Regions from separate parts of the Mus musculus genome. Here region 1 is linked to region 2. The links are chromatin contacts, called in public promoter capture Hi-C maps. All regions are on one chromosome and are shown on one strand. Each heading gives the region's core, a stretch centred on a gene start, on an enhancer-like site or on the middle of the called end of the contact. The rest is flanking DNA. Distances are from core to core; before and after follow the strand shown.

Region 1 (5,736 bases), core at 2,239-4,738, 2.9 Mb after region 2:
TTCTCTAATTTTTAGATACACTTCATCCATGCAGCTGTGGTCAGAGGTTACTAAAAGGTTCCCCACCTCTACTTGCACCACACACAGAATCACCCCGAAGCTAAAATAAGAAACAAGTGCCGCACTTGTTCGGGGTAATGGGGTAACTCTTAGGCTTTCATTTCAATCCTTGTAAAAATAAATCATTGTTTTAGGTTAACAAATTCAATTTCTGCTTCCTTTTTCTGCTTCACAAATGCCCGTGTTCAGTACTTCGCCCTCCAAGCTGACAGCTTATATGCCACCATTGTTCCCTAAAGATTTGCAAGGGCAGCCACTTTCCTAACAGTTCACTGTCACCCAAGTAGGGCACCTAGAGTAGTTCTTGACACATAGTAGGTCCTCAGGGGAAAAAAATCCTGTTGGAATGATTGACAAGAACAGTTGTTCCTGATTGCCTGGATGGGTTCTAAAAATACCAAACAACATACATTCAGATATTAGGTAAATATTTCTTTATTAAATGATTAATTTTATAAATAAATTCTCTTCACTGATATAAAATTAAAATCATTTACAAATTATTCCAGTATTACATTTCCCCTCCCTCCCCAAAAGCTACACTTTGATAAATAAAAAAACATTCAATCTTAAAACACCTGGTTTCTGTTTGCAGTTTTAGAGTGCAGGTAGCTGCCCCAAGGACACTCACAGAGTGTCCCCCCTCCGCTCGGGAAGGAATGAGAGGCGCTTTCATTTACTTCTGTCAAAGGACAAGCAGGGCTTTCACTTGGCCCAACTAATCTTATTTTGTCTCTATTACAATTGTAGAACCAAGAAAGGGGGGGGGGGGTCTGGAGCAAAAAAATACACTTAGCAAATAATTTACAAACAGAAAACAGAACGTCATCCGTAAACATGCTCCAATATGGAGCAATAATGCCCGCTCCAGTACTATGAAGCGAAGTCTTCTCCAACTGCGGCTGCGCTGCTGTCCGTCCACATCAGCCCCTTGGCATTCTCCAACTGCGGCTGCGCTGCTGTCCGTCCACATCAGCCCCTTGGCAGTTTTGAAATACCCTAATGCTACTCAAGAATGAGCAAGGCACCATTCATCCTCCGCCCACCCACGTCTCCATGATGCTTGCGCTTCTCCTCTGTCCAGCCCACACTAGGAACCCTGGAGGCACTTAGTCCCTGAACTTGTGGATGTCATTGAATAGGCTGTACAGTCGGAACGATGCCTCGTTGGGATGCGGGCAGTTGTAGTTACATTTGCAGGACTGGATCATCATGACATTCTTGGAAAACATCTCTCCATCTTCGCATCGGAACCGCATCTTCACAGTTCTGGTCTGCAGAGGTGTGCAGCACCGGCCATCTACGCAGGAGCCGCAGTATTTGGGCCGGTATTTCTTGACACTGGAGCATCCTGCATAAGTAAATCTGACTGGTTCTGGGGATTTCTTGGTCTTGCTGCATTTCTTGCCCTTCTGGAAGAAAGAACAAAAGAAAGCCAAGAATGAGGATTGTTGTTTTTTTGTTTTTGTTTGTTTGTTTGTTTGGAGGTATGCTTTTAACCACTGTACATAGTGTTGGGCTTCATAAAGACAATTTCTTTTCAGATATATCATGGACTTTTCTTTTTTTCTTTTTTGAACAGAGGCTCATATCCCACCCACCTGTGGGGTCATCACGGTCAAGCCCTGAAAGAAACTTACTTTTAGGCTGCTGTACACTGGTTGTCCACAAGGACGCACTTCACAGATCCGGGTCTCTTTCACCAGGCGGCACTCTGGGTTGTCATTGGTAACTCGTGTGGAGATGCCAGTTCCGCAGCTCTTGGAGCACTGGGACCAAGACGTGGTCTGAACGATGCATTTCTGGCCATGGGCGTGCAGAGGGTTGAAAAGAACTCGCGGTTCGGTGCCAAAGACTAGAAAGATAAAGGAAATGGAAGGCTTCTTAGATGCTTGCATACACACACTGGTTTCTACAAAGTTGCAGACCAAGAAAGCATTTCTGCACAGTGTCTTAAGGACTCTATATCCACTTACCAGGAAGCCTCTTCAGTGAGCTGCCTTTTCCAATTGCGATTAACTCATTGTTTCTCGTTAACTCCACCTCCGAGGCATCGAGTCCGAGGAGGTCATCCTGGTCGTCCAGGGAGTCCTTAATGCTGTCTTCATCACAAACCCACTCTTCACAGCACTGCCCGCTGACTTTCACCAGCCGGGGGTTGGGACAGCCCAGATTGGGGAGAGACAGTTCTTGGGGACACAGAGGAATGCAGCCCACGGCGCCATCAATACATGTGCACTGGTGTTTACAGTTGGGCTGGAAGCTTTCCCCGTTTTGGTAGATTCTGGAGTTATATTCACAGGGTCTGCCTTCTGACTGAGCTGCAAAGACGACCAAAAGAGAGAGAGGAGAAGGTTAAGATTCGCCGCCACAGGCTGAAACTCATACATATTTTCCGCTGTTCAATTCAATGTATGGTAAAGTTCCCTACAGTTCCCCCGAGACTCCAGAGCTGAACAATAAGTTAGTCAGGAATCACTTTTCCGTATGCGCTTTTCGTTGGGCCCAGACACTCTGAATTGCATTCCAGACTGCTGAAATCATGTGCCTTTCTGCCAAGCTACCATCAACAAAGCGTCCACCATACATGGTCTCAAAATTACTAAACTTCTGGACTATGGGGACTATTATTTTTTTTAAAGGGGCCAAACCACAAGCCTCTTACCTCTGCAGATCCCTTTCAGAGCGGTGGAGCTGGCGCCGAAATTGCATTCCAACCCCTTGGTGTGGTCGCAGGGCTGAGTTTTGCTGCAGTCCTCGTTGAGTTGTTTAGCGCAGACCTTACAGCAGCCGCAGCCGTCCCGGACCAACCCGACTCCCGGGGCGCACTTGGGTGCCTCCAGAGGGCAGTGGCAGGCGGCGGGGCAGGTGGAGAGCGCCTGCAAGAGGGAGAAGCGCGTGAGATTGCTTTGCATTGCTCGGGGAGGCACGTAAACTGCCCTGAGCCTAGGTCTGGCTGTGGGGCTCCGTCCACCAGAAGTGTCTCGATCGCGTCCCGGCAGCCTGACCACCCCAGCGGCTGCGTCCCAGGAAGAGGCCCCCTGGGCATAAAGCAACAGCTACCTCCGAACTTTTCAGTCTAACTTTCCCTGCGGTGAAAGATCATGGCCCGGGGAAAGGAATCGATGAGGGCAGACCGGGAAGCAGTGGTTAAAAAAAAAAATCCAACTCACCAGTCTGGTCAAGTGGAGAAGGGTGACGGCGACAGCGAGCGTCCTGAAGGTGCTGGAGCTCATTGTGGCGCGCAGGAGGAACCGGGGCGAGCGCGGCGACACAGAACCAACAAGCCGGCGAGCAGCGGGATCAAATGCGCCCGGAGTGCGGTGAGGCGAGGGCCGAGGCGGCGGGTGTCCTTCTCTCGAGGTGCTGGCGGAGGAGGCGCAGAGATTGCAGGCGCTTCTCTGGGGCGCTCTCGCTCACGGTCTGCCCCAGCGCCGGGAGCCCGCCCTTTATAATGCCTGCCTAGGCGCCGCGTGTTGCAGTGACGTAGCTCTGTCGGCGCGTTCTAGAATTCTCAAACATCTCAGGAATGTTGGTTGGCGCGGGCTGCTGCCAAGCACCTCCCCTGGCTCCGTTGCACCTTTTCCCCCCTCTTCTCAGATCCATCAGAGAGAAAAAAAAGTTCGTTTTTTTCCACTTTAAATAACAACTTCCTTTGGGGAGGGCGGGATGCTTGGGGCGCGAGGGTGATGATTTTGATTGAAGAGGGTATATGGGGGGGGGGGGCGTGGTGTATGTGTTGGTGTGAACCCTTCAGATCTTTGCCTAGACATGGGAGGGCGGGAGACAGAGGAACAAAAGTGGTTTTGTTTGGTGATGCCTACCGGGAAAGGCAGCGAGCTGTTTGCTTGTTTACAACCAAGGTGAGAGTAAAGTTATCTACTGAGAGTCCAAAGGGGAGGGGGAGTTGGTTTCTAAGCCAGGGATCTATTTGTGGACTTCAAAGAGGCATGCTCGGATCAAGTCCCAAAGCTTTGGCATGATGTTTATTAGCCAAGAGAAGTGTATTGCAAATTAATACCCGGAGTGGCATTTATGAATGGGGGGGGGGAGGGAAGCTTCCCTCTTCGCTGGCATATTTCCAGCCAGAGGTCTTCCCTCATCCCTCCCCCTTTTTTTTGGTATGTTGTACTTGTTTGTTTTTGGAGGTTCCCAGTTTTAGTTCCAGCCCACTGCCTGCATTGGAAATCCAAGAGGAAACGAGTGCAGAGTTCTCCCGGAGCCTGACGTCCACTTCCTCACGGATGCCGGAGGCCGGGTCAACCCTCCTGGCCTCTCTCCCTGGACTGGCGGCGGTGGAAACTGAGCAGCCAAAGCAGAAGCGGAGGAGACCACCGTGGAGTGACTTGTCCTGAAATCACCAGGTGCAAAAGCTACCGGGACAAAACAGATTCTAACAGGACCATTGTGCCCTGTGGATAGCTGGAAAAAAGACTCGGGGTGTTTGCAGACACCCTCCCCCACCGCCCCCTATGTGTCTCGCTGTGTGTATTTGTTTGCCCCCCCCCCGTGTGTGTGAGTGTGTGTGTGTGTGTGTGTGTGTGTGTGTGTGTGTCTGGGCCCGTCCATGTGTTTAACTCCTTTGTTTTGGATCACTTAGAAGCCTTCTTTTTCAAGGGTAGTGCAGTGGCTCCCTCCAAGTTCCGAGACATGAGGGATTTAGAAGGCAACACTGTAATAGAGGAAGTTGGGTTTTAAGATCTTATTAAACATACAACTGAAGACACCCCTCCCACACAAGACCCTATTTGGGGTTATTAATGCCATTCATAAACTGGGATAGCTTTTCTTCATTTTTAATATTTAGGGCCTCTCTGCCTTTGCAGCTTCGCGATCTTGCTTAAGAGAGCCTCCTGCGTTGCCTGTTCTATGAATGACTCCAGTGAGAAGGAGAGGCTGTTGCGCACACTCCAGTGAAGACAGCTGTTACTGGAAAGAGTTAAGTTCATTCATTCAAAAGCGCCCTTTCGTAAGTCCTGGAGGAATTTGCTAGAGGCGGTAGGTTCTCCAAGGCTTTCTGGGGGTGGGGACTTTTAAAGACAATGGGTTGTCAAGTGTTATGCAAATAATGAAAGCAAAGCCTAGGCCTGGTCCCCTCGGCTGGCCGATTTATTAGAGAACAGTTCCTCCTGCGCACAGTTCATTGTTTCCATCTTAGGGAAGCTCGGGAGGGTAGGGGGTGAGGGTGGAGAAGGCAAGGAACAGGGTAGAAGGAGGCGCTGGAGAAACAGAATGGAGAGGAGGGTTCCTGGCTTCTGTTGTGGCGTCTTTTCTATTTGACTTCATGGTTGTAAGTATTTCCAGATGGTGAATCAGACACCAGACGTAACAATATTTCCATATTTGGGTATAGCAGTAGCCTGCGTTTTTAACATTTTTCTCCCTCTGTTATCCAACCACAAGGCATTCTTGACAGCTTCAAATGTTGTTAAATATAGACTTAACTTCTGTTCCCAGAGCAGGAAATTCGTTGGAATTCCTTGTTTTTCACGCAATCTGTCTATCATGATTTAAAATAAAGTTGCAGTGGATGATCCAACTGGCCTGAATATGCTGTGTTCCTTTGCTGAGGGGAGTTGGAGGGTGAGGGGGGGAAGCCTAGAGGTCCGGTATACGGCACAGCGTTCAAACAGACACGCCATTCCATAGATGCCTTTAAAAATCAGATTAAAGTTT
Region 2 (5,861 bases), core at 2,626-5,125:
GAGATCTTCCCATCTTAGGTCAGACCCAGTCTCCCTAGGGAGCTAGGTAACATCACATAGAAAATCACAGCTGCCTATGCTACAGGGATTATTTATTCAGAACTCTTTGTTGGACTGCAACATGAATTGGGAAGTAGTGGGGTAGACAGTTCAGTAGTTAAGCACACTGGCTGATCTTCCAGGAGACCTAGGTTTGAGTCCCAGCATCCATGAGGGGGCTTACAACCATCTCCTACTCCAGTTCCAGATCTGATGCCTCCTTCAGACCTCCACGGGCACCAGGCATGCACATGATACACATACACACATGCAGGGCAAGCATTCTTACACATAAGATAAATAAATACATTTCAAAGAATTGGGGATAAGTAACTGTCTAATAGTGAATAAAGATAATAAACACATATTAATAAAAAACTAAATGCACTAGAAGAGAGGGGTGGCTCTTTCCGACTTAGAAAAGAGCTGCCTTAGTACCATGGGTTGCCAAATTTCCCTAGCATGTCTTAAAAATATTCCCTGACCAGACAAGCAGTAGAGAAAAAGAAGCAAGAAAGGAATCTAAAATAGAGGGGAAGAGACAGGAAGAGTGAAAGCCTACCAAATCCATCTGTGATAGTCTGTATATGCTTGGCCCAAGGAGGGGCACTATTAGGAGGTGTGGGCTTGTTGGTTTAGGTGTGTCACTGTGGACAAGGGTTTTAATACCCTCATCCTAGCTGCCTGGAAGTCTCCTCCTATATGCCTTTGGATGAAGATATAAAACTCTCAGGTCCTCCAGCCCTACATCTGCCTGGACGCTGCCATGCCTTGATAATGGACTGAATCTCTGAACCTGTAAGCCAGCCCCAATTAAATGTTGTCCTTTGTAAGAGTTGTTATGGTCATGGTGCCTCTTCACAGCAGTAAGACCCAAAGTAAGACACTATCCAAACACATCTTTAGTGATGTGTCTCTTAACTCAGCAATCAGTGTTACCTGACTCAAAATGCCAATTAGATATATAAATTTCAGACAGCATCATTCGCCATCTTCTGGTTATCACTTTCATTACTACCTGTGAGCGTTAACATTTAATGTTATATTCCCCAATGCATTTCCCTAGAATATGGTCTTTTGTTTGTTGTTGTTGTTGTTGACCATAGCACCATCAGAGACATAGTAAATGCTACATGCAAAGCTTTAAACCTGAGAGCTCGCTCATTCAGACTGCTTTTCTGACACTTCTTCAGTGTTTGCAGCTGGATTACTTCACATTACAAGAGCGTTTCAGAGGTTTGATGTACATTTATCCTCTTGCTGTGCTCTACTTTACACAAAGTGTTTCATCACCATCCATCTTTAAGAACTCAGAGAACCTAAGTTGATTTATGTACCAACACTGCCTCACAGCCCAAGCGTGCAATGCAAATAGCCTGAAACTCTGACTTTGCACAGCAGGACATACAGAGGGAGCAAGTCTTCATGGACAATCCCTGGAGATGAGACTCTTCAGCCTGTTAGCATCCCTTGAAAGTTTGCATGCACCTTTATGGATGTGGACCAGGAGTTCCAGCGGCAAAGTCACAGAGAGAAGGAGACCAACACCTCCTCAGCTGGGCAGTTCCCACCCAGCAGAGGCTTGCCTGTGTTCACACCAGGTTCTCACCCAGCAGAGGCTTGCCTGTGTTCACACTGAGTTCCCACCCAGCAGAAGCTTGCCTGTGTTCACTCTGAGTTCCCACCCAGCAGAGGCTTGCCTGTGTTCACATCAGGTTCTCACCCAGCAGAGGCTTGCCTGTGTTCACACCAGGTTCTCACCCAGCAGAAGCTTGCGTGTTTTCGTGATTTCTGATGTTAGCTGGGAGATGTGCAGTGAACCCACATCTAGAAGACTACTGTTGAACTTTTCCCAAGGGCAGTTTTGATGATTATCATCTACATATACACCTCATATCTTCAATCACTTTCCCTACTATAATAATATGTAAATTTAAGACAACAGTTCGAAGATGATTTGACTAGTTTAAATTGCAAGTGCTAGCAGCTGAACTGCATTCAACCCAGAGAATATATGTGGATGGAGACAGAAAGAGACAGAGAAACCTTTGCAATCTTTTTGAGGGTAAATGCACACTTTCTGCTAAGGCTTCTGAAACATTTAAATTAATGCCAACATCACTATTATTGCCTAGCTGGGAAGCACTAATTTACAACTCACAAGCTGAGCAAGCATCTGCATGTCTGTATCTCTTGGCATTCTAGAGGCTGAAGCAGAAGGGTGTCTGAATTTGGGGGACAATGGGCTAAGTAGCTAAAACAGTCAAGGGTGCACAGTGAGATCCTATCTTGAAAACAAAAGGACAAACAAAGAACAGTAAACTCAACTTGTAGATTCCATGTTTTGCTCCAAGATGGCTGCAGCCAGCAAATTGACATTCTAATGAGCAAGGAAACCACAAGTCAAAGAAACGGTAAAGGCAGCAGTCCACCATGTGGGCAGTGTAATTATATCAGAAACTAGGAACACAGTGGTCATGAAACATACCCTGTGTTTTGAAATAAGAAACTAGCAGCTTACTGTAATGGTTGTATGTGAAAAGGAGAAGAGAGAGAAAGGAAAGGGACACCGAGCAGCCACTTAGCCTCAAAAACCTTGAGAACGAACTGCGATGTTCCCCAATTCAACCTCAGCAATATCAACAGAACACCGACTGCAGATAAAGCCATTCCAGATCGTCATGAGTTTTAGGTCCAAAGGGGAAAACTCCAAGAATCCCGAATATGGACAGACCCGCTGACTGGGTTCAAAATGAAGGCTTGCCTCACCTCAAGCTCCACTGTAGAATTTCAGGGAGAGACAAAAGTTCACCCTCATCCTTAAGGACCTCTGAAACCTTCTGTCTGCCAGGAAAATCCACTTGCCTATTAAGATACAAAGTGCCTACCAAAGCCACAGAGCTCTCAAGCCCTCCTCCCCTTCTATTCTAAACTTCCAGGCTGTTCCAATTCACAGGACAAACACACACACACACACACACACACACACACACACACACACACACACCTGAAGCTGCAGCCACCGGTTTTTCTTTATAACTCGCAAGGTTTTTCCTGCTATTCCCTCTGCTCTGGAGAGACAGCCCTTGCCAGTCTGCCTCTCTGCTCTCTTCCCATAACTGCTTTGGACTTTCCCCAAATCCTCTAGTTATTCTCTCTCTCCTATATCTTAGGTAAACATCTTCTTCCCACCATGGGTCGGTCAGTTCAGCAGCCTGCCTGTGCCCTTGCTTACAATGAGCACCTTTAATGTTCGTAACAAAATACAGAAGCGCTTGGCTCACTGTGGCAAGGTCAGTGCATCCAACCAAATCCGCTTTTGTTCCTTCCTACAGGCGTGAGTACAGCGTTCAGCCGCTCTCGTGAACTACAACACCTCGACTCCTTTAAACGCAAGAGGAAGAAAATCTAACCCCCAAGCTGTGCTCTTAACAGCTTGTCCTCCCGCTTCAGTGTCACTTCCTCCGCCTTTTAGGTCCTGCATCACTTTACAGTTCCGAAGGAAAGATTCCCTCTCCCTCCTCTCTCCCCATCAGAGGGAACACATAGACAACTACACAGGCCGGCCTCTCAAGCATTTTCAAGTCTTTCTCCTAGAACCTGCTTCGAATCCACGCAGCGGAGATTTAAAAACAGTTCTGCTCCAAACAGTCGCACACTTCCACTTTTTCCTGGATACTCAGCCAAGGCCACGCCCTGTCCCCTAGCCTGGGAGCTTCTTGTGCACTCTCACAGGGCGCGCCACGATTGGAGAAATCCGTAACCAATCTGTAGCCTTAGCCCTGATACCGGAGCCAATCCCTGGTCAGAGCCACGAACCGCCTCCACCCCGCCTCCTCTACAATCAGGAGGGTTCCTGCTGCACTCTGCTTCTGGATCCCCGAGTGCATTCCGCCAGGAACCCCGGCGACACCTAGCGACCTCCGGACTAAGGCCAGGGACGCATTGGAACCAGGAGAACGATGTAAGCGGGCGGGACGTAGTGAGCGGTGACTCGGCCCGGGGCATACAGAGTTTGCGGAGCCGGGAGCCAAAGGGAGGTCGGCGGGCAGGAGAAGCGCCCGTACTAGGCACATGGTCGGACCACAGCGGAGACTGTGGGATTTATCTTGGGGTTGACAGGCTTTTCTTTGGAGAAAAGTCCACCCTTGTCCCTTTTACTCTTGATTGTGTAGTCTGGGTGTTTAGAACGCACCTTTGCAAGGGCAATACTGACTTCAGTTCATCCGTGAAAGATGTTTGTGTTTGTTTCTTGAGACAGTCTCTTCTTCTGGAAGTAGTTTTGTGGCAAAGGAACTTTTTAATCCTCCTATCTCCACTCCCACACACCCGACCCACACACCCAGTGCTAAGATTAGAGGTGTGCGCCACCGCTGCTGGTTTTATTCGGTGCCTAGGTTGGAACCCAGAGCTTCATCCCTACTAACTGAGCTACCTCCCTAGCCCAGATAAGGCGAAAGTTCAGGGTTGGAAAAGCAGTTAAACCAGAAGCTTGAGATTATCTTTTCGGAGCTTTGCAAAAGACAAAAGCAGTCTTAATTGGTGGTGTCTGAAGGTCAAGCATTCTTGTAGATCTGAGCCGCTCGCCCCTAAGCACCTCCATTCAGTGTTCCACCTATGGGCTGCTGGGTAGGTAGGTGGCACACGGGAAGCTTGCTCAGGGCTGCAGCCAGCCAGCCTGTAAATCTGTTCAACTTTTGCCTGTGTGCGGTACCCTAATTTCGGCATCAGGTGACCATACCGCTTCCCTTGTGAGAGAATCTCACTTTCACGCGGCCTTAAAGCCCGTTTTGAATGGTGCCTCTTAACTCTTATGCTGATAATGCCTCTTAACACTTATGCTGATAAACTTGACTGTGTTTTTTATTCATGCTTCACCTCTTCATATGGCCTTGAATGCCTCTGTACTTTGAAAGCTAGAACCCTGTTCACCTCGCTCTGTTGCAATTAGCGAACTTTATAAACACTCTAGAACCCGGCTAACAGGTATGGCATGTGGTGAAAATAAAGGGAGCAGTGTTATTTATCAAGAGGCTGTCTCTGATAAATCTTTCTTGAGCTTTTAGGTAACCTGAAGGTTCCTGACGTTTTCAGATTGCTAACACAACTATTCTTTATGTCTGTATACCTCCTATGGGTCAGATTTGTAACTTGGTAGTTTGAGTGGTAAATTCAGAGCACTAAACTTTAACCATGTTTAAACTGAGTTGTGAATGCTTTGCCTACCTTTGAGATTTGCGTTTTTCCTTCAACTTTTAACCTCTAGGTTGCCCACGGTCTTCCAGTTCTGAATCAGTCCACCCTAGAGATGATAAAATGGTAGTTTTAGTTTTCTGTTGATCCGTGTGTATCTAACATGGGTTTCATATTTGATATACCCTATGCCATGATTAGATTGCCTGGGTCACCCTGACTCACATATCTCTGGTTTTCTTCACAGACCCTTGAGCTTAAGGAGAAACCAAAAGCCAACAACTTTTTTTTTTCTTCTAATTTCATGACATTTGAATGTATATATCAGTTTAGTTTATCCATGAATATCAATGTACAGCGTTCTAGCAAAAAACACATTTAAAAGTCAAAAGCCATGCAGATGTAATGAGGCTAGTAATCCCATTTGGGGGGTGAAAGCCAGAGGATCAGGAGTTCAAGGTCACCCTTGCCTTGAGGATAGCCTGGTCTACATAAGACCTGTCTCAAAAATAAATAAATGAGGTCTGTCAATGGTGGCACACATCTTTAATCCCAGCACTTGAGAGGCAGAGGCTGGCAGATTTCTGAGTTCAAGGACAGCCAGTGCTATACAGAGAAACCCTGTCTTG

What was found. Promoter capture Hi-C pulls out the DNA fragments that hold promoters and counts their contacts.
Region 1: a promoter capture Hi-C map of liver shows a contact between it and region 2, with 7 times the contacts expected there. The contact joins the promoter of Ccn1 here to the promoter of Kyat3 in region 2. A contact is called at or near these places in 2 of 39 promoter capture datasets (both in liver).

What each region holds. Positions count from the first base shown.
Region 1 is chr3:145,646,497-145,652,232 of GRCm38.p6, forward strand. It overlaps Ccn1 (cellular communication network factor 1), which reads right to left and starts at 3,489. Exons shown (of 5, transcript NM_010516.2): 1 at 3,234-3,489; 2 at 2,726-2,939; 3 at 2,037-2,381; 4 at 1,701-1,915; 5 at 475-1,472. The coding sequence starts at 3,296. The coding sequence ends at 1,170. It overlaps Gm17501 (a long non-coding RNA gene), which reads left to right and starts at 3,581. Exons shown (of 3, transcript XR_003954574.1): 1 at 3,581-4,424; 2 at 4,887-5,736.
Region 2 is chr3:142,697,173-142,703,033 of GRCm38.p6, forward strand. It overlaps Kyat3 (kynurenine aminotransferase 3), which reads left to right and starts at 3,876. Exons shown (of 14, transcript NM_001293560.1): 1 at 3,876-4,003.